Linked DNA regions of Rattus norvegicus: all the other regions are linked to region 1. Evidence: chromatin contacts called from public Hi-C data. All regions are on one chromosome and are shown on one strand. Each heading gives the region's core, a stretch centred on a gene start, on an enhancer-like site or on the middle of the called end of the contact. The rest is flanking DNA. Distances are from core to core; before and after follow the strand shown.

Region 1 (6,188 bases), core at 1,861-4,360:
AATGGAGGTGTCTGTCTGCTTCCCCCAGTTAGTGCTGGAACCATTTCTGCTCAGGTCCAGTCAGGCACTGTTTTCTTATTTATCCATCCCTTTAGCACTTAACGCCTTTTCATTTCCTCTTCTGCACAGCTCCCTCAGCCAGACACAGGCTTGGGGTGGGAGGCTGAGGTGGTGTTTGATGAGGATGTCACCGCTAAGACTGCATGTTCCACAGTCTCTCCCTCTCCGTACATTGTCCAGATTCGTATCTCCACATTGTTTCTCATCTACTCCTGGAGGAAGCTTCTCTGAGGATGGCTGAGTTAGACACAGATCTTTGGGCATAGCAGAATGTTGTTAGGAATCATTTTGTTGCTGCATTCCCAGAAACATAGTATTTGGTTTGTGATTAGACACATGGCCTATCCAGTCCCCAGTTCTGGGCCACCTGAGCAGTGGGCCATGCATTCAGAGTGACTGGGACCGCTTATGTGCATGGATTCATCTCCCATGAATTCTCATTGCACAGGGTTACTAATCGAGCACAGATGTCCTTTGGTGAAGTACCAAAGGGGCTAACATGGAAAACTGTTGGAAACATTGGCACTCTGTTGTGTTTTCCTGTCCCAGGAATGGCAATGTCCTTTAAATTTCATAATCTGTTTTTCAAAGAAAAATCAAGGGCTGGATTCCAGGTTATGTGTTCAAAGTTCCTGTGGAGAGTAGACAGTAGCAGCTGTTTCCCAAAGGGGCTTGCACTGAATTTGACAAGGCATTACATTACCTTAGGAGGCCGTCATAACCGTCTGTTCCTGCCTTTGTTTCTTCTATGTAACACAGCGGAGAACCTGCCTTCCATAGTTAGAGTTTATTTGACTGTATTCACCACCCATTTTGGTGGGCTGTTTCGGCAGCAGCATTTATATAAGATTTAATTAAGGCGCCATATTATTATAGACAACTCTTCAGCATGCTAGCACACAAATTTGCTCATGTTTGGGGATGAGAAAGAAAACCAGAATCTTTATGTTAGAATATTGGCTTCTGGTTCACATTATGCTTAACGTGGGTTTTGAAGAAAACAATTAGTCAAGTGCGTACATTTCCAGTGTATTTTTAGAATAGACAAAACAACGTGGCATAAAATTGTGTAAGGGATGATTTGTGGCAAAAAGAACTAAAAATATGTTTCAATAGCTTATTTTTACCCAATATAATGGTTTAATTTTTCATGTCAGAAGCCATACAGTGTACAGTTGGTATAGTTTCCATAGGAAATACGCAACATATTTACCAGCTGCCTGGATATTTAAAAATACTATCTAACTTAAAGTGAATGTTCTTCTCATTTGGCTAGACAAGAGATTTTTAAAGCTGTATTTTATTTTTAGCTCACAGAGACTAAGGCAGCAAGACATAGGGCCTGCCTAGGTCTGCACCAGATCCTCTGTGTATGTTATGACTGTTAGCTTGGTGGCTACCTAAGGGTGTTAGCGGGTGTGTCTTGGACTCTTTTGCCTGCTCTTGGGACTGTTTCCCTCCTGTTGGGTTATCTTGTCCAGCCTTGCTATGAGGGTTCTCCTTGCCTTACTGTTTCTTCTTTTGTCCTGCCTGGGTTTTGTCTGCAGTTCGGTTGTTTGTAGACCTCTTCTTTTCTGAAGAGAAATGGAGTGGGGATGTAGCTGGGAAGCAGGGAGGTGGGGAAGGCTGGGAGGAGTGAAGGGAGGAAAACTGTGGTCAGGATGGATTGTATAAGAAAATAATTTATTTTCAATTAAAAACGATTTATTTTATTCTATTAATATGTCTGTATGTGGAGTGGGGGGATACGCACATGAACGCTATTATGTAACAGTGAGAAGCTGGCATTGCATTCCACAGAACTGAATTAATAGTGGTGAGTCACCCAGCATGGGCTCTGAGAACCAAACTTGGGCGCTCTGCAAGGGCAGCAAGTGCTCTTGAGTACTAAGCTGCATATCCAGTTCCAAACTGAGGACTTTCCAAACTTGTCAGATTCTCCAAAATGAGAAAAGGAAGTGTTTACAGAGACGCTGGCTTTGACATGACCGAATTTGAAGGAGCTTATGGGATGAGTTGTAGAATTGTACTATTGGGGCCATTACACTCCCAGCCCTGGATCTCCATTTTGGATTCTCCAGCTTTGCTAAGTAGACATCATTAGAACTTAAATTGCCTGGAGAAATGAAAAATAATGGTCTTGGGTTGCATTCTTGTTAAAGGACTAAAATGTCTCCAGTTACGTATAGGAGTGTGATTTGTCAATACTGGGAAAACAGGCATGCTAAGATCTTTCCTCTTCAAGACTTAGTTGATTGTCGTGTGTGCGTGCGTGCGTGTGTGTGTGTGTGTGTGTGTGTGTGTGTGTGTGTGTGTTAGTGTGTGTTTGCTTGTGTGTGTGTGTTAGTGTGTGTTAGTGTATGTGTTTGCTTGTGTGTGTGTTAGTGTGTGTTTGCTTGTGTGTGTGTGTTAGTGTGTGTTAGTGTATGTGTTTGCTTGTGTGTGTGTGTGTGTTTGTGTGCAAGTGTGTGCACACAGGTGCATGTGCCAGTGCATGTAAGGGAGAGGGCTCTCATGTAGCACAGGGTGCCTTGAACTTGCTATGTAGCTGAGGATGACCTCGAACTTCTACACTTTCTGCCTCCATGTACAGTATGCTAAGATTAAAGGCCTGCGTCATAATGCTGGTTTAAGTGTTACTGGAGATTGAACCCAGGGCCTTGTGCCTGCTAGGCAAACATTACCACCTGAGCCACATCTCATTCCTCTTGACTTCATTTTGGAGGAGTATGGTACAATGAATGTGTAAGTCATGTTGTCAGGAAAATGTGCTTAAGTACGGTTGTTCTCTATTTTTAGAAACATATAGAACAGTGTATCACTAATTCACTAAATATTTTATTTACTTTATTCCAAATTCGAGGAGGATACAAAAGAATCAATAGATTGTTCTTGTATTGAAGTTACATGGGTAGGGATGTGGAGAGAGAGGAGGGGAAAATATGATCAATACTCAGTTTTTGAAAAAAATTTAATTAGAAAGCGCTCATAATGCTTTAATCTGAGTGTCATTCTAATTCTGTGAGTGGCATTGACCATAATATGCCAGCAGGTGGCAGTATAGGATTTTTTTCCTCCACCAAAACCAGTCAGTCTTGCAGAGTAGGGGTTAGGTTAAAAATTAAAGGCTCCTTTCAAAGCTTTCTTTGACCGAGCTACAGAGTGTGTGCAGCATGGCAAATACACATTTGTGGGTTTCTGGCTTTGTCTTGTGTCACTTGTATTCAAAACTGCAGTGAAGGCATTTGTAAGTTAATACCAGAAAGCTTGTTTCTACCTGTCCTTGGTAGAAATATCTTGCTACCACCCATCAGTAACTTTAAAATGCAGGGGCTACAGAGTTATTTTTCTACTGTTTATTTATGCTAATAGTAATGTGCCTACTGTTAATATAGAAAATTATGCTTATTGGAATATCACAGACTTTTTCATATAAGATTTACATTTTAGCAGTTTATCAAGCAGGGAGTGCTTCCCTTCAGTGTCGAGTTTTGTTTTTCTCATTTATCTACTAGGAAACGCTTAAGCAGCAAGGTGTGAGAGCATTGACTTCCAGGGTGGTGGGAAACAGCCAACAGCCTTTCATGCTCTTGCCAGATTTTCCTGGGAAAAACATGCAGTTCTATCTTTGGAAGCTTTATCTCAGAATCACATTGCCCTGTGTGCCCTGAGCAGGCTGGTGGCAGGAGGGACAAAGGGCATCTTTGCCAGGCACAGCTCTCAATTCCAGAGGTTCTGTCGGGAAAAGCAACTCCCCAAATCTAAAAAAAGAACAGAGAGATAGCACGGTGTTTACTCAGATTAATACATCTTGCCAACAGGAAAACATCTGACTTCTTTGTTTCTTTTTGTCTATTTGTTTGGCTTCACTTTATCTTCTGAAACTGAATTTAAAAAAAAAACCCTGTGCAGAGAACTTTTATGTGCCCAATGGTGTACAAGAACCACAGAGCCTTGATAGCGACTCACAGAGGGCTATGTGACTAGGTTAGAAGTTGAAACACGTGTTTTTGTTTGTTTGCTTTTTACTTTATTTTCTTTTTGTCATCCGATGCATGTGCATGAATTTTAATTTCATCTGTTTATTCTTCATGAAGGCAGAAGAGAATTTCATGTTAGCTGAGCACTGTTATTTAGAATCCAGTAAAAGTTGGGTTGTTTATCACTCTGCAACATTCAGGAATGTCATTGTACAATGTCTGTTTCTCAGGAATGATCCAGATTGCACACAACTACTAAAAGACTTTCCTTTAATCTGAGCCCTATGTCATTTTACCTTTGAGTATCTATCCTCTTGGAAACTCTCTAAGGATCTCTGACTGCAAGACTGAAGCCAAAGCCACTTAGGATTCCAGAACACTGTCTCCTCTTTGTAGGAGAAGATCTGATCATCCCAAGTAACTTGACCTGTTGCATTGAAACTGTTAACACAAGAAAGACATGTCCAGGGCCCCAGATGCTATGAACTAAGAACTCTGTCTGTCTGTCTGCCTATTACCAATCATCCATCTGTCTAACTATATACATACATATCTATGCATGTACTTATGTGTGTTTATATGTATGTATATACTTCTGTCTACCATCTATCTACTATCTATCTATCTATCTATCTATCTATCTATCTATCTATCTATCTATCTATCTATTATCTATCTATCTATCTATCTATCTGTCATCTATTATCTTCATCAGCATCTGGCTGGCTGTTATCTGTCTATTTGAGGTCAATCGAAGCAGAGTAGGATGATGTTATAAATAGAGATAGTTTTCCCTTAGCTAGAACTTTTGGCTACTCATTAATCTGACTGGATCTTGTTGACTTTACTTTTGCTAATAAAGCAAGAAAAAAGTTTTGAGTTTAAATACTAGAGTCAAAACTAGATCTTTCTTTGAACTAGCCACTTAAGCAAGGCTTGTCATTCAGGAGAATATTGTGACTTACAGGTTGTGCAGATAGAAATAAATCAAACGCCTCCTAACTTCCAGCGTGAGAAGTTTGTTCAAGTTCAGATGCTGAACAGAGGGCTGCCTCCTCCTGTTTGTGAAGGGCCTGGGACAGCTTGGAGCAACCTCCCCATCCATGCTCTCCCCATGGTGGCAGCTGCTGCTCCTCTCACTGTCACTAAGTCTCTGCGTGTTACCAACCTCTTCCTGCACGTGAAAATCATCTTTAAAAAATTCATAACTTTTAATTTTATTAAAGAATAGAAAAGAAGTATTTTTTTAAAAAAAACACCTTTAGCCATTTATCATCCACTCATTTTGGGGAAAGTCTCTCAGGTCAACTTTTTTATCATGTGTGACATTTATAGCAAGCATATTTACACGTCTGTGTTTTCATGTGTGTGTGTGTGTGTGTGTGTGTGTGTGTGTGTGTGTGTACACGCATGCACACATGGAGGACTGAGGTGGATACCAGGAGTCTTCCTCTATCCCCATTTCACAATATTCAATGAGGTGGGTCTCAATCAAACCCAGAGTTCTGACAGGGCAAGTCTTGCTAACCAGCTCGCTTCCTCTGGAGATCTCTGTCTCCACTTATAAAGGTTAGAGTTATAGGTGACCATCACAACCAGATAGCATTTGCATGTGTTCTTGGAATAGAGACTCTAATGTTGTTGGCATGGCAAGGGCTTTAACAATTGAGCCACACTTCCAGCCACTACTATTATCTCTTTATCTTTTTTAAAATTATTTTTATTGGATATTTTTATTTATATTTCAAATATTATCTCCTTTCCCGGTTAACCATGCATAAACCCCTATCCCATCCCTCCTCCCCCTGCTTCTAGGAGGATGTTCTCCCTACCCAACCATCCACACCTTCCACCTCCCCGCTGCATTGACATTGCCCTACACTGGGGCATCAAGCCTTGGCAGGACCAAGGGCCTCACCTCCCATTGATGCCCAAAAAGGCCGTCCTCTGTTGCGTATGCAGCTGGAGCCATGGGTCTGTGAATGTGTGTTCTTTTGATGGTGGTTTAGCCCCTAGGAGCTCTGGTAGGTTGGTATTGTTGTTCTTATGGGGTTGCAAGTCCCTTTAGCTCCTTCAGTCTTTTCTCTAACTCCTCCAATGGGGATCTTCTTGGGTCAGTGGTTTGCTGCTAGCATTCACCTCTGTATT
Region 2 (6,188 bases), core at 1,809-4,308, 500 kb after region 1:
CTGGCATTTTTTTATTGTTTTATTTTTAGGGGTGCTAAAAGCAAGTCTTAGAGCATAAGCCATTAGTGTTTTGTTCAGGTTTCTCCAGTGCCTATATGTTCGAGACTCTTCCCCACTTTTTCTTCTATTAGTTTGAGTATATCAGGTTTGATTTGGAGGTCCTTGATCCACTTGGACTTAAGCTTTGTGCAGGGTGATAAGAATGGATTGATCTGGTCGACACCTCTGTCTCCTGCGTGGGGTACGTGTAGGCCCAGAGATCCCTGTAATAGATCTCCGTAAAAAACCTCGCCTTCGCTTATTAAAAAAAAAAAAAAGAATGAATTGATCTGCATTCTTCTACATGTTGACCTCCAGTTGAACCAGCACCATTTGCTGAAAATGCTTTTTTCCATTGGATGGTTTTGGCTCCTTTGTCAAAAATCAAGTGACCATAGGTGTGTGGGTTCATTTCTGGGTCTTCAATTCTATTCCACTGGTCTGTCTGTCTGTCTCTGTACCAATACCATGCAGTTTTTATCACCGTTGCTCTGTAATACTGCTTGAGTTCAGGGACAGTGAGTCCCCTGGAAGTCCTTTTATTGTTGAGATAGCTTTAGCTATCCTGGGTTTTTTTGTTATTTCAGATGAATTTGCAAATTGTTCTGTCTAACTCTCTGAAGAATTGGATCGGCATTTTGATGGGGATTGCATTGAATCTGTAGATTGCTTTTGGTAAAATGGCCATTTTTACTATATTAATCCTGCCAATCCATGAGCATGGGAGATCTTTCCATCTTCTGAGATCCTCTTCAATTTCTCTCTTCAGAGGCTTGAAGTTCTTATCATAAAGATCTTTCACTTGCTTGGTTAAAGTCACACTGAGGTATTTTATATTATTTGGGACTATTATGAAGGGTGTCATTTCCCTAATGTCTTTCTCGGCTTGTTTCTCTTTTGTGTAGAGGAAGGCTTATGTTCTAAGATCAAAAATCGACAAATGGGATCTCATAAAACTGCAAAGCTTCTTTAAGGCAAAGGACACTGTTGTTAGGACAAAATGACAACCAACAGATTGGGAAAAGATCTTTACCAATCCTACAACTGATAGAGGGCTTATATCCAAAATATACAAAGAACTCAAGAAGTTAGACTGCTGGGAGACAAATAACCCTATTAGAAATGGGGTTCAGAGCTAAACAAAGAATTCACAGCTGAGGAATGCCAAATGGCTGAGAAACAGCTAAAGAAATGTTCAACATCTTTAGGCATAAGGGAAATGCAAATCAAAACAACCCTGAGATTTCACCTCACACCAGTCAGAATGGCTAAGATCAAAAACTCAGGTGACAACAAATGCTGGCGAGGATGTGGAGAAAGAGGAACACTCCTCCATTGTTGGTGGGATTGCAGACTGGTACAACCATTCTGGAAATCAGTCTGGAGGTTCCTCAGAAAATTGGACATTGAACTACCTGAGGATCCAGCTATACCTCTCTTGGGCATATACCCAAAAGATGCCTCAACATATAACAAAGACACATGCTCCACTATGTTCATAGCAGCCTTATTTATAGTAGCCAGAAGCTGGAAAGAACCCAGATGCCCTTCAACAGAGGAATGAATACAGAAAATGTGGTACATCTACACAATGGAATATTACTCAGCTGTCAAAAACAATGACTTTATGAAATTCATAGGCAAATGGATGGAACTGGAAAATATCTTCCTAAGTGAGGTAACCCAATCACAGAAAAACACACATGGTATGCAGTCATTGATAAATGGATATTAGCCCAAATGCTTGAATTACCCTAGATGCACAGAACACATGAAACTCAAGATGCATGATCAAAATGTGAATGCTTCACTCTTTCTTTAAAAGGGGAACAAGAATACCCTTGGGAGGGAATAGGGAGGCAAAGATTAAAACAGAGACTGAAGGAACACCCATTCAGAGCCTGCCCCACATGTGGCCCATACATATACAGACACCCAATTAGACAAGATGGATGAAGCAAAGAAATGCAGGCTGACAGGAACCAGATGTACATCTTTCCTGAGAGACACAGCCAGAGCATGTCAAATATATAGGCAAATGCCAGCCGCAAACCACTGAACTGAGAACGAGACTCCCATTGAAGGAATCAGAGAAAGGACTGAAAGAGCTTGAAGGGGCTCAAGACCCCATATGAACAACAATGCTAACCAACCAGAGCTTCCAGGGACTAAGCCACTACCTAAAGACTATACATGGACTGACCCTGGGCTCCAACTTCATAGGTAGCAATAAATAGCCTAGTAAGAGCTCCAGTGGAAGGGGAAGCTGGTAATGGGGGGAAGATGGGGAGGGGAACACCCATATAGAAGGGGAGGCGGAGGGGTTAGGGGGATGTTTGCCTGGAAACCAGGAAAGGGAATACCAATTGAAATGTAAATAAATACCCAAGTTAATAAAGATGGAGGGGGAAAAAAAAAGCAAGTCTTCATTCTTACACAGCAAACACTTTGCCCTCTGACCTATTTTCTCAATCCAAATATTTTTTGCTACCAATAAAATGTTCTGTGAGTTAGAACATGTCCCCGCTTTGTAGTATGAACTATTTCACCACAGTCAAGTACTTTTGGACATAAAGTTGCCACTGAACTCCAAAGATATAATTGCCCATTTTTCAGAGATTACATAATTATACCTCAAAATTATCATCTGGTATCTTATTACTGTTCCATTGCTGTGACGAGACACCATGACCAAGGGAACTCTCATTAAAAAAAGGATTGAATTAGGGGCTTGCTTACATACAATTTCAGTTAGTCCGTGATCATCATGGTTGGAAGCAGACGGGTACAGTGCACACACACACACACGCACGCGCGCACACACACACACACACACACACACACACACACATACAGTGGGGATAAACACAAGTCTGGGCTTAGTTTAGGCTTTTTTCAAACTTCAAAGGCCAACCCCAGTGACCTACCTCCTCCAAAAAGGCCACACCTCCTAATCCTTCCCTAGATGTTCAAGTGCATGAGCCTTGGGGCTGCTCTCCTTCAAACTGCGCCTGAGTTTCGAGTAGGTAGACACTTCCAGGGTATATACTGTGGTTGCTGGCTTGAGCCCTATCGATGGAGCAGGACAGAATTCAATTGTAAGTTTTTCTATTGGAAAACCCACCTATGTCATAGGAACTAAGTTCCAAGTACCAGCTAATCAGAATCTTATTAACTGGACATGGTGGCACACACTTGAATGGAAGACAGATCCTAAGTTTGAAGCCAGTTTGAGCTACACAGCAAGTCTTCTATTTGTCTTTTGAGAGCATCAAAGTATTCTGTTTTGTTTAGCTTAGAAGTTAGGATGAAAAAATTACGAAAATTTCCAGTATAAAAAACTCATTTCAAGAAATTAAAGGGAAGAGAATGTGCCCCAGGGCATTCCTAAATCCAGATGTGTTTAATATAGATCATTCCTGGAATTATTAGTCAATATATTGTTTCACTGAAACTAGTCTGAGTTTCTTTTCTGGAGAATCAAAAGTTCTGACTAAATATAGCAAGGTCAGCCAATCAATAAATTCATGGAGCAGCTTCAGTTAAGAGGACTCAATGCTGTTTAACCTAGAAGATGTGTAGTTTAGTCTCAATGTACTCTAATGCCATTTTTACAGGAGTGCCCAGGACTGGCAGTCATAGGTGGTAGAGGGCATAATGTTTTTACTTCCTTAAAAGACAAATTCACCCGAAAAAAAAAAAAGAAAAAAAAAAGACAAATTCACACCTTCAAGAGTGAGCATCACATGTACCCTTTCTTCTTTCCTGAAGAGGAAATCAGTTTGAGCCTTTTGTTCAATGCCTGGTTCACTGGCTGATCTGAGCTCATTCCCTCCTCAGAACTCTTTCATTTGTTAATCTAACTACTGAAAGACGTGTGTCTTCCACTGGCCTGTGTGACAAACTTAGTTCAGCTATTTATGTAACACATTATAATTGCATTCAAAGTGTATAAATGTCTTTGTAACATGGGGGTTCCTTTCTAAGGCGCATAATCTTATGTGTGTGTAAACAATGAACAAGAAAAAGTAAATTTGATTCCAAAAGGATTTTGAAAGTTGCCAATCACTCTAATAGTCAGATCTATTTTTAAAAATATTTACTGCTGGTTTTAAAATTTGGAAAAAAAGTTCAGTGGTTTTCAACCTAACTTATAATGTAGGTCCTCCTGTAATGTTAAGACAGGATACATCAGAGGAGTGTGTATGTGTATGTGTGGGGAATGGCATCTAAATGTGAAATTACCTGATTACATTTGGTTCATTATTTAAGACTTAAATTCACATCTTTTAATTCCTCAGTAATTTTCATCAGTACAAATTTAGAAATGAAGTATTCAGAAGGATCTAAGAGTTTACTGTAAGGTCAATAATATTTGAATGTAGTGCACCACTAATGAGACCAAACTTCAAATAAACCACCAAACAATTTTACAAAAAAAAGAAAAAAAAAAAAACACTTTTATTTTCCACAAGGAAGAGCAATAGGAAAAGTCAAATCATTTCCCACATGGTTTTCTTAAAACAGAGCCTACAAGGACATATTCAGCACCAAATAAAAGATTACAACAGCCATAGAATATAATCTATAAAGCAAACATTTAATATTGCACTTTGTTTCGCAAACATTTTGGATTTTACTTTTCCTAAATGAAAAATTAGGAATTCAAGATAGCTTGAATACTAGAGCGCAACTGTGACCCTCAGATGTTATGTCAGGAATTGACCAATATTTAGAATAGTGTAATGCCTCAAAAGAGTAAAGAAATACTTAATGGGAAAAATAAAACTTTACTTCACCAACTCTTAAAATAATTTTGTCACCAATGCCAATTATCAGAATATTGGTCATTCTTGCTTAATAAAGTATTTTGTAGAACATGGTAGTGAGCGCCCCGAGGCCATGCACACCAACAATTGTTCCCTAGTCAGACATAACACAGAGTCAGGTGTTTTTACACAATCCCTCCCAACAAAAACAAATCCACCAAATGCCCTTTATGCCAAATATCCCATCAGCTTCTTCTGAGGGGGGACATTCACAAAATGATTTAACAATTAAAAAAATAATTCACCCCCAACTCCTTATTATCTAGTATTGTTTGCTATGGGAGCACATAACCCTTTAACTGAATCACTTAAAACGTGATCCATTTTTACAATGGGCTTTCTTCACCCTGTCGGCATTATTTCAAACATGAATTATCTTCCATGTTTTCTTAAAGGCCACTTATGGAAAAGCCTATTTTGTATGAAGCTTTAAGACAGTATTTAACCAGGTCAAGCACCAGGCCAGAGTTACTATAATTCTCAGTCACTCGAGCTGTGGGTCAGATGGCAAGGTGGACAGATGTAACACCCATCTCACACATATGTTGCAACATCAGAGATGCTGGTGCTGCTAGAAACACAAGTGAACTCTAAAAAAAAAAATCACGCTACTTTGTACTTTGAGAAGATGGGGTTTTAGTTGTTTCATGAATGTTAGTATATGGTTACAATATAGCCATAAGTTATCTTTAAAAATAATTTATTGATGTGTTGATCTACATATACTCAAAGCTAGAGACCTATCAATTCCTCTTTTAGATGATAGAAAAAAATTGTTGAAAAACAATATTCTATACATGTACAAACTAAAGCTGTTTATCCCAGAAAACATTCTGGTATTTCTACTTATAAAGTGTGTTCACTGTGGAAACAAATTTGGGATTTCGTTCTCTCAAACGTGAGCAATGTAAAAATGGAGCGTCTCCCATCATTACCTTGATGTACATATTCTGGCTTATTGAAGTACTTTGCATCAGCAAAAATGATTTCCAACATATGTGTTTTGGAGGTAATTAAGTAACTCTGTATAAAAATAAATGCACTTTCCCCTCCCTTCCCTAGTGACTGGACAGTTCCCACTCATTCTTAAAATAATAAAAATACTTCCTCAGAGCAACAGCCCTTGACTCTCCGCTGGTGCTTGCCCTACTGTCTTTCTCCACTCTGAGCTTTGTTTCTTCTTATATTTAATAATAAAAAGGGGAATGTGGGTGGGTTATCAGTTTTGTGTATGTCCCATTTCCGAAGTTCCCTCTCCAAAAAGCCAACCAAATAACAAGAACGACAAGAACAAGAACAAGAACGTAACAGTGCAACGAA
Region 3 (6,188 bases), core at 2,029-4,528, 450 kb after region 1:
GGACAGCGGTTTTTAGGGACTGGAATACATTGGACTTCAGTGAGGACTTCAGAGAAAAATGCATGAGTATCAGCTACTGATGTAAAGAAAAGTTCCATTTGAAACCTTAAAACTACATGGTTTGAGGGTAAATATTAGAAGGAATCGAAACATGCAAATCAGCAGACATACCTGGGACTGTGATAGTACTCGTGTGTGTGTGTGTGTGTGTGTGTGTGTGTGTGTGTGTGTGTGTGTGTGTGTACCTGTGTATGTCTGAGTATGTACCTGTATGTATATCTGTGTGTGTCTCTGGATGTGTCTGTGGATGTCTCTGTGTCTATGTATGCTTTGTGTGTTTATGAGTATCTCTGTATGTGTCTGTTTATAGTTGTGTATCGCTGTATGGGTCTGTGTGTATCTGCATTTAACTCTGTGTATATCTTTCTGTGTGTGTGCATCTCTGTGTGTTTGAGTGTATCTGTATGTATCTGTGTGTGTGTGTCTACCTCTGTGTATATCTGTATGTCTTTCTGTGTGTGTCTGTATCTCTCTGCATGTGTCTGTGTCCATCTCTCCATATGTGTATCTGTGTTTATTTCTGTGTATCTGTGTGTATCTCTGCATTTCTGTGTGTGCCTATGTATATCTCTGTGTATTTGTTGTATCTGTGTGTATATACAGTTCCATGTGTGCCTATGTGTGTATCTCTATGTATCTGTGTTTGTTTGTGTGCATATCTGTGTGTTTCTATATGTATCTCTGTGTGTCTTTGTGTGTATATTTGTGTGCCTGTGTAAATCTAAACTTGTGTGTTTGTGTATCTCTCTGTGTGTCTGTGTGTGTATCTGTGTGTTACTGTGTATGAGTATGCTTCTGTATGTGTGTCTGTGTGTGAGTGTGAATGTGTTGGTGGTGTTTCTGTCTCATTGTCTCATTCTTGGCACTCCGTCTGTATTCAAGAAAACCAGATTGAAAATTTGGAATCTGTGCCGGAATGAATTGAAACTGGCCTCCAGTCACTAAGGAAAAATCAAAACAAAACACACAAGAATTTAGAAAGGACATTTTTCCTGCCAAAGGATAATTTTTCCTTGATGTTATTTCTTATTTGGGCCAATATTCCAATGGAAAAAATAGATTGGTCAAGAGTTCAATATAATTTTCTGTGACATTGAACCAAAAGTACATGATCAAGCATTTAGAGGCTGACGATTTAGCTCAGCAGGTAGAGTGCTTGGCTAGCAAGGATGAAGGCCTGGGTCCCATCCTGGGTACCATAGTAAACCAAATGTGCGACACACATATGTAATCTTAACAGTGAGTTTCTACTATAAACTATAAATCTTTACAGTGAGTTTAAGGCCAGGCTGGGCTCCATGAGACCTTGTCAAAAAGAATTAATGACAGAAAATTGTATTCTTTCTGACATGTGTATGAGTACTTTATATAAAATGTTTAAAAGAAAACCTTAGAAAACAGAATAATATAATTTTTGTTATTTGGAGAGTAAATGCTGAAATTTATTAATAAGTTATTAAGCATTTATTATAGATCAGGTTTTACATACTAGATTATAGAGTAATTAATTAATAATAGAAACTAACAAAATTGTGCACACAGATGAAGGATTAAGTACTGTTCTCAGGATTCTGAGATTATTACAAACCAATTTATCTTCTTGTTGTCAGGAGAATACTTAATAAACATTGTTTAGATTGTCTGGACTTTGAAAGCAGATTGTCGTCCATGTGTTTTGTCATCTGAGTCAAATGACACGATAGATAAGGAGAAGCAGAAAGTGTATCAGGTATTAACCTGGCCTGAGAGATGGAAGGGCAAATCCCATCTCCTCTTTAAGTCAAATGTGTAAAGAGTAGCCTTGGAGCAAAGAAAAGAGTGATCTGGTATAGATTACATATACCTTCTGAGATGTTGAATATTATAATTTGGAAAGATATTACATGTGTTTAATTGGTAAACACTTTGCATGTAACTTAGAGAATATGTTTTTGACAGGACATTTTAGCCCGTAATCATTTTAATATGTTTTATGATTTTTCCAAAGAAATGCACGAGTTTACACAGGCTGAAAGAGTGCAGTCACAGAATTTCATCATTAACCACAGGTTATCAATCATACCATGAGAAACAATATGGCCTTATCAGGTATAATCAAAAATCACAGGAGAAGACATAGAAAGGGCACTGATAATAAAAGGGGGCACACAGAAAGCACCCCCTTACAGGACAGGTGCAAGCACCACTCTCCATGTTGTATAACTGACTCCTCGAGACAACTGGCTGACACGGGCAGATTGTTCACTGCCTACTACCGGTGTTTGCAGTCATTCCTTCACACATCAGCAGAGCAAGGGGTGTGGGGGGCAGAGGCACAATGTGTTCTCTGCCATTAGGGATTCTTATGCATTCTGAGGAAAGAAGCCTTTTTAAGCCTCAGAAGTGACCCTCAGGCTCTCTAGTATTGACCTCTACACAGATCCACCCTTCTGCAGCTTTACTCATTGAGAGAGCATGTGTATGCTGAGGCCCTGTGAAATCTTAGGGCCACTTAGGATAAAGCAAACAAACGAACAAAAGCCCCTTTAATCTGTTTGGAGATGACATTATAGAACTCAACATGTTACTGCTTCTATTTTTACCTGCAAATAAAGAAAACACTGACGTTGAGGTTACCCCATCCCTCCTTTCCCTCTTCTATATGTCTCTTCATTAAAGAAGGTACTTGGGGGCTCCTTCATGCAAAGTTGACTCCAGTGTAAGCTCTGGTAGTCAGGCAGGGCCCCATTTCTAGTGGGCAGAGCAAGTTCTTCTACGAAGGTAGCACTGTATGCTTCCTGCACACCACTGTATCCCTTCCCCCAGCCCGTCTGCATACATGGGTTGAGCACTTGTCAAACACAGACACATGAGAACAAGTCCAGCATTGCTTCACTGATTAAGGGGTTCCCAAGAAGACTCATGCAGCCAGTGCCACCCTACAGACTGCCGACACTGACCACAGGACAAACTGAGAACATTCAGATCACTGGATAGCGGTCATCCAGAATATATACCTTGCAAAAAGTTAGGAACATTCAGGTTGAGTAATGGTTCAGATGGTTTGCAAATAGCACATGCTCATTTTTATGTTGCTAAAGACTCCTTGCTAGGAAACGAAACACTTGTAATTTAATACGTAACGTTCTCAAGAGTCTCAGGCCAAACCACCTCGAGCTGTGAACGCCTTGGCTCTGGAGAGCCAGGCAAGGGTCAGGGCAGGGCAGTCCCTGGCCTGGCCTGGTGCCTCCAGAATAAACCAAACAGCCACAGGAAGTGGTTTCAGTGATTCAGTAGGTGGCACACTTCCTCTTGACTCAGAACTGAATCATAGCTATGAGAGGCAAAGAGGACCTTTCTTTATCCCAAACTCTTTTCCCTGTTCCCAGCAGTAAAGTTATCAAACTCTGTCAAATGATGTGTGTCTCCATCATAGTAGTTTAGCATATTAAAATGAAAAAAGGGAGAAAGAAAACCATGTGGAAACAAGAAGAGGGTGGGAAATACAGAGGCCTGACCTGAACCCTGACATTGTTTCATTACAAAGTCACATTCTAAGTGACGAAAAAGAAACCCACCTGTAGTTTCACTGGGGTCATAAGTAAGGGCCCCCGTTCTCCCAGTTCCTATTGACCCACTTCCAGTGAGACAGTTAGCTCTCACTTACATAAGCTGTGTTACTTAAAATGGCCCTGCTTGGCTTTTCACTTGCTGAACCTGGCATAGTCCCCTGTCTGCTGGACGGCCGTCCTCGATGCTGTCCCAAGCAAGGCCTTCGGTCAGCTCCGGGTGAAGCTATCCTGTTCTGAATGTACTGAATGCTGTTGCCAATGCTATAAATTGTTTTTAGGCCCAAGGAGAAAAAACTCTCGGCAGTTATCAACAAGTCGCAAAAGCAGGCATCCTTTTCCACATCTTTCCCCTGGTGTGTGTCGTATTGTTTGACATCAGTAGTTCTGGGAATGCACATATATTTCACCACGTTTTTATCTGATGACCTTTATATTAGTCTTTCTTTTTTGCTTCCTTCCAAGCCAATGTATTTAGATTGATAGCATGTTTCTGAACACAAATTCATAGGCCCAGGCTAAATGCCCTATGTTTGTTTGACTCCTAGAAAACTGATAATCTGGCTGGAATCAGAAATCTTATTACAATGTTAATATCTCATGGTTCCTGCTGTAAACCAGTCCAAAGTTTAAAGAACACATTGATTTGTGTTCAGATTCAAGATAAACAGTAATCTGTGACTGTTTATATAGTTCTATGCTGAGTATATTCAGGACCTTGGCTGCTGTCCTCAGTAGAGTGTGTGTGTGTGTGTGTGTGTGTGTGTGTGTGTGTGTGTGTGTAAGTCTGTACATGTGTGAGCGTATTATGAGTGTGTGTGTATGTATATGTGAGTATGAATGTGTGTGTGTGAATCAGTCAGTATACATGTGTAAATGTGGTGTGTGTGTGTGTGTGTGTGTGTGTGTGTGTGTGTGTGTGTGTGTGTAGTTTAGGACCTTACATAAGTCTCTGAACCTCTCTGAGCCTTCATTTCCTCGGTGTGAAGAACGGGTTTCTAACACAAGGACAGCATTAATCTGAAAACTGAAAACTTTTGCATAGTGCCCAGGACAGCTCCTCACTTATGCTCAGTCTTTGAGATCAGTTTGTGCTTGTTCTCTTTATTTACAACATCTTTTCACTGCGAGATAGGAACGGCATTTGGACACGCAACATGGGCCTGCCAAGTCCCGTCTTGCCCAATGACATCATTTACATCCAGCTTCTGTAGCAATTTAATCCACAACACCTGCAACACATGTGACATCAAGTGGCACGCTGGACTCCTGAACAGACTGGCAAGGAAGTAAGCCAAAGCCAGCTCTCAGGGCTGGACAGCACTGCCTGTGGATGGCAAGCAAATGTGAAAGGAGTCCTCATCTGACACCTGGAAGGGAGCGCCTAAAGGCTCAGCAGGGTACAGGGCCAGCAGCAGCAGCAGTCTTAGCAGATAGGTCTGGCACAGCCAGGTCAAACCAGGCAAAGGCTGGCCCGCAGGGAGAAACACACACATCCCCATAAGATGTGTAAAGCCCTTCAGAAACTCCCATCTCCTATATTCCCTTGATGCCTACGGGGGTGGGGGGACATTCATTCATTCATTCACTCATTCATTCATTCACAGACTGCAATGTGAACAGTAGGGATCCTCCCCCTTCCTTCCTCCGGGACGCAGGTCCAGAGCATCATTGACATCTTCCGTCCTGTGCTCAGCTGTCTCAGAACCAGCACATCATGTACTGTGGTTAGCTGATTATAGTCTTCACTAGACGGTGAGCTGCTAAGCACAAGGAATGTCTCCCAAATGCTAAAGTTACAGACGAGTGCCAGCATGTCCAGCTCTCTCTCCTCTCTCTCTCTCTCTCTCTCTCTCTCTCTCTCTCTCTCTCTCTCTCTCTCTCTCTCTCTCTCTCTCTCCCACCTCTTGTCTGTACCTCCATGCATATTCCTCAATGGATGCTCAAACAATGTTTGCAAGTGTTGAAGATATTTTATTTTAAGAAAAATAAAGTCAGAAAAAGACATTGTTGCCATGAGAAAATTTGAAAGAGAAATTAGGGACATTGGGTGCTAAGATCCCCTATGTGTTAACTGAACAGGCTCCACCTGAGTTAAGGAGTCAGTAGTCCCCCATCGTGGGACAATATGGAGAAAAGACGATGCAAACAGAACAGGGTTGGTTCTGGCAACCCAAGCTAGAAGCTCGGGCATTGTCTAAGTGGAGTGCTGAGTGTGTGTCTCCTGGAAGCCTCTGTTTAAATAGCTCAGAGCAGAGTGACTCAGCAGTTGGAAGATGGGACGTTCTGAGTTGCCTTCCCTCTGTAAGTGATGAATCACATTGCCCAGGGTTGCTGGGGGTCTGAGTGTCTATAGCCTTGCATGTCTGTAGCAGTCTCTGATTCGACACACACTCCAGTCTTGCCAGTCTGTCACTGAGGGGGTTGGAGGGGAGGTGACAAATCTCAGGAATCTAGTGACTTACAGAATTTGCTTGACAGGTATGACCACATGCTGGGATTCATCTTGAAATGGCTTATCGACACAGTTCCTGTGCCGAAAGCCAGGCTTAAATTTCTCCACTCTAGATCATGGTGGGC
Region 4 (6,188 bases), core at 1,147-3,646, 360 kb after region 1:
AGATAAAAAAAAATCACCGTTGAGGGCTATAGCTCAGTATTAGAGCTCTTCCTGAGCAGGCCCTGGGTTCAATTCCTGACATGAAAGAAGGTGGGGGGAAAAGAAAGGAAGAGAAGGAAAGAAAAAGTTAGTTAACCATAAACCAAGGTAAGCATTACAAAGTAATTAATAAACCTGATTCGTTCTCAGAAAACTGATCAAAACAAGGAGAAATAAGAAAGAAAATGAGTAACTAATGTCAATAACAAGAGAGGATATCACAACAGACATGTTGACAAGGTCATAAGACCGGAGGGGTATCACGACCGACCCATAGGCATTGAGAAGATCATGGGAAGATGCTCTCATGACTTTGTGCTAGTAAACTAAAAGATATCTTTGCAAGTGAGATTTCTTTTTTAAACATTATTTACAAAAATTGGCTCAAGGAGAAACAGAAACTTTGCTTCTACTCAGATTTATAATAAAACTTTCCTAAAAACATAGGCCTATGCCCACATAACTTTACTAGAGAATTCTATCACCTCTCCAGAAAAGAGCTACCACCAGTCCTGAACACTTTTGTAAGGAGAAGAGGAGACTAAATGGGACAAAACGAAGGGATGGAATTATCAAAGTTAATTTCTTGGCTTCAGACTGAAAGCAAAAAAAATATGTCCCACATAAGAACACAAGCTTGAACAGGAGAGTTAAGAAAAGTCTACAGATAAAGATAATGCAAATTATTTAAAATGCTGGGGTTTTTTTCTACTTAAAAAGTTCCTAATGTTAGAGATAAAAATGTAGAAGAAATATATGAACCTGTGAATGTGGGAAGATGCAAACTTTGTGCAACAGTCATAGTAGCCAGAGTATAAGTGATCCACTATCTGCATAAAGGACTTGTGTGTACACAGAATGGCGTATTGCCAGCTTTAAAGTTGAGGAAATAGGCTAGTGTATGCAACACCAGTGAAACAAAGACATGCTAAATGAAAAACGTCACTCAGAAAGAAAAGGGACAGAGGAGATAGTTCATCTGTAGTAAAAACAATAATAAAATCCCAGCATGTGGTTCCTTCCCACCTTTGACCATTTATGTTTCCTGGATGAAAGATACACTCAACCTTTGTATCTTAATATGCCTTAAGCTTCACAATAGCTGAGCAATTACTTACCTTCCCTGCTGTTAGAATCTACCTTCATTCATATATATATATATCCCAAGTTATTACTTATGATGCTTCTTCTGGGCTGCTTTTAGCCCCAACCAGGTAGCCCTCTGGGCCACCTTTTCTTGGGCCCTAACACATGGCAGCTCTTTTTGTTCTCTTCCACATATTTTTTTAAATATTTTATTTATTTATTATATAAAATATAGTTGTTTTCAGACACACCAGAAGAGGGCATCAGTGTCACTACAGATGGTTGTGAGCCACCGTGTGGTTGCTGGGATTTGAACTCAGGACCTTTGGTGCTCTTAACCACTGAGCCATCTCTCTGGCCCTACATATTTTTTAACTCTTCAGTGGCAGATCCTTTCTTTTCCCTGCTCCTGCCTCATGGTCTCTAGCCTAGGAAACCTAAACCCGGCCTATGTCTCTCTCCCCAACTATTGACTGCTGGTATCTTTATCTACCAGTCAGAATCAACTGGTGGCAGGGTCCCTCAGGCTACTGCAGACTCCAAATCTTGGAGGCCAGCACTTAGCATTACATTAAACAGTAAAAGACAAAGCCTTAACACCATCAGTTAAGAGTGCTACCCACCCTTTCAGAGAACTTGGGTTCCATTCCCAGTACCCACACTGGACAGGTCACAAGCTCCTGTAACTCTGGCTCCAGGGAGACCCATCTCCAGCCTCAATGAGAAACAGAACTCAAGTCTGCATATCCTAACACACACACACACACACACACACACACACACACACACACACAGAGAGAGAGAGAGAGAGAGAGAGAGAGAGAGAGAGAGAGAGAGAGACAGAGAGACAGAGAGACAGAGAGACAGAGAGACAGAGAGCGCGCGCGCAAAATGAAAAGGAATTCAGGAAAAATATTTATTGTCTATTTATATTAGAGTCCGAAATGGTAGCCATAGCTCCCAGATAAAGCCAATACATAGCTAAGTGACTTTTAGGAGCTACTTCTCTGTGGATCAACGTGGGCTGGTTGCAAACTCTTTATAAACAAAAATAACCCACAAGCACTTAGTCTCCCTGCATTGTCTCAGAATGGCTTCCATCTCTCAATGCTTAAGGTCAGCATCTTTACTTCCTAGCAGAATATACACAACTTCTTGACGATGATGCTATGCAAACATTTCCTCAGTTTGAGCCCCAAATGGCAGCGTATGGCTAGTAGTCCAAAGCAGTACACACAGTGCCCGAGACAGGCAGTTGAAAGACAGCCAGTGGCCAGTTCAGAAAGATGAGTGTGGTGCAATATTCAGGGTCCCTTGGTAGCGGTGAAAAGCAGTCCTCTGGACTCCAGTAAAAATCCAACATTTCCCTGGAAAAGAAAAGCAAGCATTTGGGTATTACACATATTTACACAAAAATAAAGTAAATTCCCTAAAGTTGTAGAACCAGGAGCAAAATATTATTTTAGTTTAGTTTTACAATTGATTACATATAAGCCTCCGGAGAAGCTCTACGAGCTATTGTATGTGTATTGTGATAACAACCTGAATCGCTATTTGACTGGTAATCCTGAACTTTTCTGACAAAGTAAACAAGATTTCTCAACAGATGTGTATTAAGGCTCTCTTACAAATGGCAAACAGCCCCGTACAGATGTACCTTGCTCTCTGAGAAAGCAGAGCTACAGACAGTGAAAGAATAAATAGATAAGAGGTAGGTAATGAAGAGATGAGTTACGCACTTACACATTGCTTACAGGTCAAAGTTCATGTGAGCTCTTAAGGCCGCAGGTGTGACTGAGTCTGCTCTCTTGGTCTCCATGAAAATAAAGCAAGGGACTCAATTGTTCCAAGTTACATTATCATTTACATAAGAAACATGCACATCCAATACAAAAGGCTGACATGAAAAGCTGATTAATTTGTTTGGATGCTCTTGCCGATCTTTTTATACATTCTTCTTGAAGTCAGTACCTCTCTATGAAGGATGAAAGTGGATCGAATGAAGTGTTTTCCCCTGAGCCTCACAGTCCCAATACCCTTGGAGAAAGCCGCAACAAACTTTCTTGAACTAACTCAGCTTTGCAAGCTAACTTGTATTGTTTAGCTGGCAAAATATATCGTCAAATTATATTTTAAATATATTGTAAGCTTACTCACATAAATTAAATTGGTTTATGTCAATTTAATGCTATTACCTATTGATTTTTATTTAGAAATCTAACATAGTTTATTCATGTAAGTCTTTTGCAGATACTATCTTTCCTTAGTCTAGTCGAGAGATAAGTTTATTACTTATTATTACTGTAATGCAACTAGAAAACCTAGGATCCATTCACCATAACCTGAGTCTCAAACCTGGACCTTGAATTCTGAGTCCCTTGTCTCCTCTTGGAAGTCAGAGCCACACGCAACCGCTGAACGTCCACTCCAAGACAGCAGGTAGATGGCAAGTAGTCTGGTCCAAACACAGAAAAGTGAGGATGAAATAAGAGTTTTTATTGACTAAAATAACAGAATTGTTATTTGACTAAATGTAATATTGTAATATTGACTAAAATGACAGAAATTTTTAAATTTGAAAGGATAAAATATTTTGGCTTCTTCAAAATGTAACACAAACAAAAATTTTACTAGAAAATTATTTGAGGGGTTGGGGATTTAGCTCAGTGGTAGAGCGCTTGCCTAGGAAGCGTAAGGCCCTGGGTTCGGTCCCCAGCTCTGAAAAAAAGAACCAAAAAAAAAAAAATTATTTGAAAAGTGATATTGGAGAAACATGTATCCACAGTCAGTCTAAAAACAGTTTTTAGTGAGACATGGCTTTTCTTTACCATTAATTCACAAAATATACATATAAAACATGATTATTTATATCTCTAATAAATATATTTGTGTACAACTAAAGAGGCAGATTTCATTACTGTGCTCTTCTACCCCTAGAAGCTCACATCACATTAACTCCCCCACAGTAAGCTCATTTAATTTCAAAGTTTGAAATTGTATTCCAAACATTGAGGAGGTTTGTTAATTAACCAGTTTAACAGGAGCCTAGGAATCTAGTCTATTTGTAAGTTTCATGCTAGTGGCTCTGGGCTCTGAAGATTCCAGAACAGTTAATTTGAATAAGATTACTTTTTCTCATCCCTAAGGCAGACACTCTGTCAGAAGCAAAGTAGAGAAGAAAGAATGCATTTGTTGCTCAGAAAATAGAGCCAATCTTGCAGAGAAAGCATGGTGGGAAGCCCTTCACTGAGGCAGCAGAAGTCAAGGAGATAAGCAGTACCAGTTCTCCTTGGAAGCATTGAGAGCTCCTGTCAGAACAGTCGAGGCTGAAACCCACAAGACACCTCCACCCACCTACCATGGTATGCTCCAGTCTTCCACTTCCTCCAACGAAGCTCCACCCACAAAAACTTCCACCGCCTCCCAAAACAGCATCAGTACTTTCGCTTGGGACCCTAAGTGCACACAATTTTCTCCATGTGGGCCATTCCTTCCCTCTCAGCTTTTCTTACATCTAGCCAGACTTCTGCTTACATGCCACCCATTCTGTACCTGATGCTCTAAGCCATCCTCCAAACTTGAATCAAAGTATGTTTACCACCCTCACACCAACACATTATAAAGTGGGTTTTAAGATCTACTTCAAGATTGATGACATGGATCCCTGGGTATGGAGCTGGTCATCAAGCCTGACATCCTGAGGAGACAAGTGACTCCTGACCTCTGACCTTCACATTCAGACTTACACACAGACACAAGAAATTAAAATACAGTGCAGCAGATAAACTCTTACATCCATGTAGCTGAAAACAACAGTTCTTTTAGTTTCTTACAAGAAGCCCAAAGCGGGTGTTCCTAATTGTTAGGTGGCTCCCCGCCATGCATGAGTCAGGTTCCCACATTCCACCTTGTGGCTGGGCCAGTTCTACATGTGTTCATTATGAAAAGGAGAAAGGAAGCTGTCTTAGGGCTTAACTGCTGTGAGGAAACACCATGACCAAAAAGCAAGTTGGGAAAAAAGGGGCTTACACTTCCAGATCACAATCCATCCCTGGAAGAGGTCAGGATAGGAACTCACACAGGGCTGGAACCTGGAGGGAGGAGCTTATGCAGAAGCTATGGAAGTATGCTGCTTACTGGCTTGCTTCCCCTGGCTTCCTACCATGGGCTGGGTCCTCCAACATTAATCACTAATTGAGAAAAGGCCCCTTAGCTGGATTCTGTGGAGTCATTTTCTCAACTGAGGTTCTTTTCTCTGTGATGACTAGCTCGTGTCAAGGTGACACACAAAACCGGCCAGTACAGAGAGGCTTTATATGACATGGCTGTGGGTGTGACACTAGGCTTCTGCACACCTCCTCTTAGTGTCTTAGGATTTCTGGGAACAGTGGCCTTGCGTGGGATCTGCTATGTCATCTTCTCGTGTGAGCATTCTCGTGTGAGCTTGTCTGTGCCTAAATTTTACCATTTTATAAGCACACCAGCTACATCAGATCAGAACCCACTACAGTGCAGTGTGATCTCACCTTAACTGAGGTTCCAACTTAAACATGAGTCTATGGGGACTATCTATCTGCAACAGTAGAACATAGGGAGGTCGAGGTATACCTCTCCATTCAAACTTACCTTGAGGTAAAAGCTTAAACAGAGTCCCACATCTTAAGTACACTCTTGATTGTTGAAGAGCAAAATGCTGACTCTGAAGACCCTTAGTGTCTGTAGAGGAATGCTGGGAAGGATGGCAGCTGCCATATCAAATATGTTTGTCTTCAACACAGCAGCAAACTAAGAATTTTCTTTCGTAACTGATGCTGAGTTCTTAGGAGAAAAACATTGTGATATTGTGGTTGGTTGGTTGGTTGTTTTTGCAAGACAGGGATTTATGTGTAGCCCTGGGTGTCCTAAAATTCACTCTATAGACCAGGCTAGCCTCAAATTCAGAGATCTGCCTGCCTCTCCTTTTCAAATGTTGGTATTAAAGGGTACACTACCTCCACCAGGCTAAAGAAGAAAACATTGTTGCTAGTCAGGTTAGAGTACTTCAATTTAATTAGAAGATCACT
Region 5 (6,188 bases), core at 1,316-3,815, 270 kb after region 1:
CACAGGGGAACGTGCAGTTCAGTATATAGTGAAATGGCACTGACGGGAGCAACCTTGTCATCACAGTACAGGAAATGGTAGCCCGTGTGCGGGTGTGCATGTGTGTATGCGTATGTGTATGTGTATGCATGTGCGTACACACTGCATATGTGTATGGGCGTGTGTGCCAGAGTTAATATGTGGAGGTCAGAGGACCACTTCTGAGAGTCATTTGTCCCCTTCCACCATAGGCTTTGATCATCAGGTTTCCATGGCAATTACTTTTACCCAAAAAACCCTATCCCAGCCCCACTGCTCTTGTGTTCTCAGTCTCCAGCCTCCATCTTGGCATAGTCAAGCCAGGATTCCATAGACATTCCACAGACATAGACATTCCACAGACGTGCTGTTACCTCTGGCTCTGTGTGGGCTGTAGGAGTCCACGCTTAGGTCCGGTGCTTAAGCTGTGCGCATGTTATCCACTGAGTCATGCTCCCAGCCAAGAAGGGATGCCTAAGAAAAAAATAATTTACATTATTTCTAGAATCCTTTGATAAAGAAAGTGTGTGTTTCTTTAATGTCACAGTTTCGTGAATGTTCAATGTTTCTGAAGGCTGAGCTGCTATAAGAAATTTACAGACATTTTTCGTTTGTTTCGAGACAGTATCGCACCTTGTCCATGCTGCCTCATATCTTGCCCTGGCTTTGAACATGTTACCTTCCTGCATCAGCCTCCTGAGAAGGGCATGATAGGCAGATGCCACCATGCCCAGTGGCTAGAGACTTAAAAGTAGTGAGACTGGAATTTTAGAGTTCTAGAACATACTTTAGAGAAGTTTCAGGGCAGGCTTCCTAAATTTCCATATTTATTTAACACCTTTATGATAACAGTATTTACTTCTTTATGATTTTTATTTCTTCTTCAAATGCTTCCTATTTCTCACTTTTACCTCAAAGAAACTGTGGGTCACTACTACAAACCTGAAGATATGTCCTGAAGGAAGGAGTCTCTCTGCCTCCATTGCTCTGCTCCCTCTCGGAGTTTTACATATCAGACTGGCCCAGTGATTACTAAAGAATGGAGATCACCTCACACTGAAAACAGATCTTGAGCTAGCAATTCCTGTAGCCATCTTGGGCTCCAGATAACTTGCTGACTTCCTCAAATCCAAACCAACGTTGGCAAGCAGGATCAGTTTTATCTGAAGCTTCCATTCTCTCCTTTCATTATAAATGACAAGGGCATCTGATGGGTTAATATACGAATGCACTTTTGCTCCCTTCCTAGAAAACATACCATAAAATACAATCAGGAGGAATGAACAATCAAATCATAACAACAAGAGGCAGCTCAGTTCAAGGGAAAATGTACTGTGGTGTTTGCTCTCTCCCAGTCCACAAAAGTAGCAAACTGGGAAGTTGAAAACAGTAGAAATATCCCTAAAATCCTGTACTCAGTATTCAACAGTAAAGAATGACAGTTACTGGAATCGTCACACAGCACGTTAACTTTGGTACTAGCTGAAAGGAATCACAGATGTTTACTTAAACAAGCCATATGGTTCCCAGTGACTACAGAAGAAGGCCCAAATGGATCCTGTTGATTGCTTGGAATTATAATACTAAGCAGTGTGATTAGATTTTAAATAATGCTATAAGCAATTCTTCCAGGGGGCATGAAGAGCTCTTCAGTGCTGTGAGGCTGGCTTCCTTCTAACCTATCCAAGAGTCTTTGTGACTTTAGGAAGGAGGGAACAGGCTGTTTAGACTATGAATTAACAGTATGGCAGTCTGTTGATTTCAAAAGCATCCCAAATTTTTATTATGAAAACAAATAAGAATTAAATGTTTTGGGACAAGTCCTGGTGCTTGCTGTGAAGCCGGCTGCATTCAGGTTGCCAATTCCGTTTGCTTTTGCTTCATCTGCAAGGCACTGCATTGACTAGCTATCTAGCCTGGGAGCTACCTGCCTTACCTATAAACTCTGCACCAGTCCCCCTTTACAATAACTCAGATCTCTACTAAGTCCTCTTGCACAAGAGCAAAGCCTCTGTAGCTCGCTCAGTACCTGCAGAATAAAGCCCAGGGGTAATAAACAACCCCCCATGGGTGGGGTGCTAATGGGATTTCCACACTGATAGTAACTACTTCATCTTTGGCCTCAGGCGGTCACTATCTCATTACCGGAATTTTGAAAGCAGGAAGTTATGATCTACTAAGTAGACACCTGTGGATGATCTGGAACTTGGATGCCTGCCTTGTGACGTTAGGGAATCAGACTGTATCTTATGTATGTGCTGCTTCTGAAAGAGACACACCCAGGCACTGCCTTTCCCTTGTTGCTCCCAGCCCTGTTTTTGTTTTCTGTTCTTCAGTTCCTCTGTTTTCTACAGCAGTGGTACAGAAAGGACAGGGCCAAGTCACAGAACAATCCTGTCTCCAGCCCAGTGTTGCAACAGATTACGTCATGTACTGGACTTCTTCCACCAGGAAAAAAATAAATAAACTTACAAGAAGCAGAGCAACTTCTCAAAGCAAAGCAAACACAGAGCCCATGACTGACTGCATTTGGCACTTAAGAAAATAGGCACTTGCAGGAGACCTAGTGTGCTGACTGGGGCATCAGCTTCTCTTTCCCACAAGGCCATCGCACTGCCTTGTTCTGACCTCACGTCGCTCCCTAACCCCATTCTCCGTTTGTCATTTGAATCAAGCATGGAGCCTTTAGTTATCTCAGCTCCTTTAAGTGGGACAGGACCTCTGGCTATCAGCATAGCTCTTAAAAAGTGCTGGATAATTAAATGTGTTTTTAATATAAACATTGTTTTGGTAGTACACACTGGAAAATGATGAAGCATGTAAATATTTGAAAATGTCAGGCCGGGGATGAGGTGCTAGAACTTGTTAGTCATTTCCAGACCAGATTTCTGCAAATCAGTGAATTTGTGGGAGAGGAGTGGGGCACTGCAAGCTTCAAATAAGAGATTGAATTTAACAAGGATTTACTGAGGACCACTGCTAGCCCTACAATTAAGATTTATGGGCTTTCCTCTCTGAAGGGAGGAACTGGGAGAGTGGGTCTTCAGGGAACACTCAGGCAGTTGAAGACAAGATGCCAATGAGGGGAAAACCAGGACACCGTGCTATGGGGTGGAACAGAAGAGATTACCGTAAATTAGTGACTGCCCAGAAGACTAGAAGGAAGTAACAGGTTAACGCTGGAGCCCGGCCAAAGATAAGACTTAGAAACATCATAAAAGGCTTCATAGTGTGGTGGAAGGGGGGTGGGCATGACGTCACCCGCCCTGAATCCCATTCGAGCATAGTGATAGTATTTGGTCATCCTCCCAGTGTACCTCGCAATGCATGTGTGTTCACGGTTTGTTGATCTGGTTTTCAGCTAATACAGTTGTATTAGCAGCTTACAAACAGGAAGTACATTTAATCAGAATAAATCTTGAGAATTATTTAAGTTCATCAGACTCTTCTCTCTCTCTTCCCCCTTCCTCCTCCCTCTCTTCTTCTCACTCTTTCCTCCCTTCTGCTGTTCCTTCTCTTCCTAAATAATAAAGCTGCTTCTAACATGTGCTTACTGTGTGCTAGGCATGAAGCTAAGCACTGCAGGATTTCACTTACAGGGGTTAGGAGTGTCACTGACCTTTAAGCAACATAGGCCTCTCTGACGAAAGTACTCAAGTCTGTCTAATCTTTTGTGGCTTACATCTGCCTTCTCTCTGAGCTGAAGGATTTTCAGTGCATTCTTGGCGATCAGACCATTTACCCCACTCTGTGTTGTGCTGGCCCTGACTTTTAAGTTTTTCTCCATCTCTGAGGGCAGAGAGAGCTCCATCCTTCTGCAGGTTTGTATGTTAGGAGCCAACCAATACAGGTAGGAAATATTTTTACCAAATCATACCTGTACTGAGCACAGACATATTTCTCCTCTATTATCTCCTAGGCAATATAGCATTAATACTAAATTTATATAATCTGTATAAAAATATTTACACAGACTCTACCTTGGATTAGGTATTTCAAGTAATCTAAATGTCATATTGAGATATGAGAGTCTGTGTGTCAGTTATATGGAAATACTATCAAGAAGGACTTGAACATGCTCGCATTGTGGTATCCTCACCAGAGTCCTGGAGCAACCCTTCCCTGACCTGACGACATAGAGAGGGATCACTGTAAGTTCACGGCTACTGTTTATGTAGACAGTACTGCCTGTGTGACAATGTCTTAAATGAATCTCAAAAGGTCATGCGTTAAAGGCTTGCTCGCAGCAGGCAGTACTCCAGCAAGTGTTAGAAGCTTTTAGAGGTAGGGTCTGGTAGGGAGAAAGCAAGGGCATGGCAGACATGAAAGGTGCTATTAGGACTCTGTCCAACCAGCCCTGTTGCCCCTCTGCATTTCCTAGCTGTCATGAGATAACCGAGGTTCTTATGCCACACGCTTCTTCTGTGGTGTGTCACCTCCTGTAGGGGTAAGAGCAGTAAAGGGAGCTACCAGGATTGGAAGATTTGAGCCAAATTAAAACTTCCAGATGAGTCAAGTATCTTAGGTGATTTTGTCACAGAAGTGGAAACTTCACTAACATTCTCTGTGTTGGATTTCAAACTGTGACAAATGGCTGAGGTGCCTATGGAACACATCAAACAGATGCAGGCAGACAGCAGGCTGTCCTGTCATCTCTCAGTCCCTGACTGTTACAGGCCCTGCTGGCTGATGTATCCCACCCCTACCCTAAACTTCTCCAGTACGGGGGACTGGGCTGCCTGTGCCCTAGCTGTTCCTGGATCTGTAATCTAACCAGTTTGATAACCTGTTCCTCGTCGGTCTTCTACTCTCTTTCCTTCCTTCTGGCTGGCTCCCTTTCTCCCCTTTCCCTTTCCCTACATCCTGTCCTCACATGGTTCATATTAGCCCTGGACTCTCACAGATGTCCCTGTCCTCGTCTCTGCTCTCCCACATGTCTCTAATAGACTTTCTCCTCACCATACCTGGGAGCAGCCATGTTCCTTCCCTTTTATTTCTTTCTTCTGGTGCTGACACTGAACAGGTCATGTCCTCTTTTTTCCCTTTCTTTCCTTTCTTTTTTTCTTTTTTTCATTCACTCCTCAAAAGGAAGTGATACATATTGAGTTTGAAGATCTATTTTTTTACTGTGTATGTGTGCTATGTGCATGTATGTGAGTGCCAGTGAAGCCAGAAGAGGGTGTCATATACTGTGGAACTGCATCTGGACTTTCTAAGCTGCCTGACATGGGTGCCAGAGACTGAATTGCAATCCTCTGGAAGAGCAGCCAGTGGTCTAACCACTGAGCTATCTCTCTAGCCCAATTTATCCTCTTTAAAGGGTCCTTTAAATGATCAGTATTTTCACATTTTTGCCAGTGGTTTGGAGTATAAAATATTCTCATGAAGAGAAGGTCTATAGCTACAATTCTCCATTTTGTATAAATGAACAAAGGTAAGCAAGACCTGCCCACAGCGCTTGTCTTGTCACTTCAATTAGCCCAACTATCCAACCTAGAAACTCCCTCATAGGCATGCCCAGAGTCTTGTCTCCAGCAATTCTATATCCTGTCAAGTTAGCAATCAAGATGCCTCACACTGGCCTTCTCTTTGACCACATATTTATGTAGCCACCTGCAGGCCTCTCCCTTCTCTGAATGTCAAATTTCTCATCTGACAGGCTGCAGAATGTTCATGTATGTATTTGTGCTTCTGTCCATTCTCTCCACTCCACCTGCATTTAAACTTGTCAGAAGCAGCCATTGTTGTCAGTCTGGTTGTTAATGCAGAGAAATAAACCAGTTCTTCAGTCAGATGAGCTGATGGATAGAAGATAGAGAGATAGATGATAGACAGACAGACAGATAGATTCTTATCTATCAAGATGATCAAGGAACTTCTAATTCTGACAGTAGTAAATGCATAATTCAGACAAAGGAAGAGTGCTTATAAGTCTTTTAAAAAATCAGATTTGTAAAATATAGGTTTATGTCTCCTCAAAATACAGGTTGAAGCCTGATTTTCATTGTGGCTTAGGAGGGAGGCACATAGAACGTGCTGCTGCCTTAAGGACCCCACTGTCCCTGGTGGGGTTAGTGGCCTAGAAAGGAGGCCCTTCTACATAAGACACCACCAATTAGAAAAAGTCCTCACCAGAGAGCTAGACTACTAGATCCTAGGAGCCCAAGAAC

What was found. Hi-C and Micro-C count contacts between places; a contact is called where the count stands out from the background.
Region 2: a contact with region 1 is called in a Hi-C map of liver, with 5 times the contacts expected there. The contact joins two enhancer-like sites. A contact is called at or near these places in 7 of 12 Hi-C or Micro-C datasets (the A7r5 cell line, the Rat2 cell line, Schwann cells and 4 more) and 1 of 1 datasets of contacts at active chromatin or transcription factors (oligodendrocytes).
Region 3: a Hi-C map of liver shows a contact between it and region 1, with 5 times the contacts expected there. The contact joins two enhancer-like sites. A contact is called at or near these places in 3 of 12 Hi-C or Micro-C datasets (hepatocytes and liver).
Region 4: a Hi-C map of liver shows a contact between it and region 1, with 2.5 times the contacts expected there. The contact joins two enhancer-like sites. A contact is called at or near these places in 3 of 12 Hi-C or Micro-C datasets (the A7r5 cell line, hepatocytes and liver).
Region 5: a Hi-C map of liver shows a contact between it and region 1, with 4 times the contacts expected there. The contact joins two enhancer-like sites. A contact is called at or near these places in 2 of 12 Hi-C or Micro-C datasets (Schwann cells and liver).

Annotation. Positions count from the first base shown.
Region 1 is chr2:13,380,838-13,387,025 of GRCr8, reverse strand. All of the region lies in intron 84 of Adgrv1 (adhesion G protein-coupled receptor V1), which reads left to right. Among named protein-coding and RNA genes, the nearest start is that of Rnu1-149, 260 kb to the right of the region's middle. Within about 2 kb of position 3,110, at least 9 of the 93 cell types and tissues checked have an H3K27ac peak or open chromatin away from gene starts, as enhancers often do. A contact at or near this core is called in hepatocytes and liver, where this site is marked.
Region 2 is chr2:12,883,996-12,890,183 of GRCr8, reverse strand. It overlaps Arrdc3 (arrestin domain containing 3), which reads right to left. Exons shown (of 8, transcript NM_001007797.2): 8 at 4,468-6,188. Among named protein-coding and RNA genes, the nearest start is that of Arrdc3, 14 kb to the right of the region's middle. Within about 2 kb of position 3,058, at least 1 of the 93 cell types and tissues checked has an H3K27ac peak or open chromatin away from gene starts, as enhancers often do. A contact at or near this core is called in liver, where this site is marked.
Region 3 is chr2:12,929,306-12,935,493 of GRCr8, reverse strand. No RefSeq gene overlaps it. Among named protein-coding and RNA genes, the nearest start is that of Arrdc3, 59 kb to the right of the region's middle. Within about 2 kb of position 3,278, at least 27 of the 93 cell types and tissues checked have an H3K27ac peak or open chromatin away from gene starts, as enhancers often do. A contact at or near this core is called in liver, where this site is marked.
Region 4 is chr2:13,020,094-13,026,281 of GRCr8, reverse strand. It overlaps LOC120100653 (a long non-coding RNA gene), which reads right to left. Exons shown (of 4, transcript XR_005500452.2): 3 at 2,869-3,580; 4 at 1,878-2,492. Among named protein-coding and RNA genes, the nearest start is that of Rnu1-149, 100 kb to the left of the region's middle. Within about 2 kb of position 2,396, at least 3 of the 93 cell types and tissues checked have an H3K27ac peak or open chromatin away from gene starts, as enhancers often do. A contact at or near this core is called in hepatocytes and liver, where this site is marked.
Region 5 is chr2:13,109,013-13,115,200 of GRCr8, reverse strand. The region is part of intron 88 of Adgrv1 (adhesion G protein-coupled receptor V1); the gene reads left to right. Among named protein-coding and RNA genes, the nearest start is that of Rnu1-149, 16 kb to the left of the region's middle. Within about 2 kb of position 2,565, at least 57 of the 93 cell types and tissues checked have an H3K27ac peak or open chromatin away from gene starts, as enhancers often do. A contact at or near this core is called in liver, where this site is marked.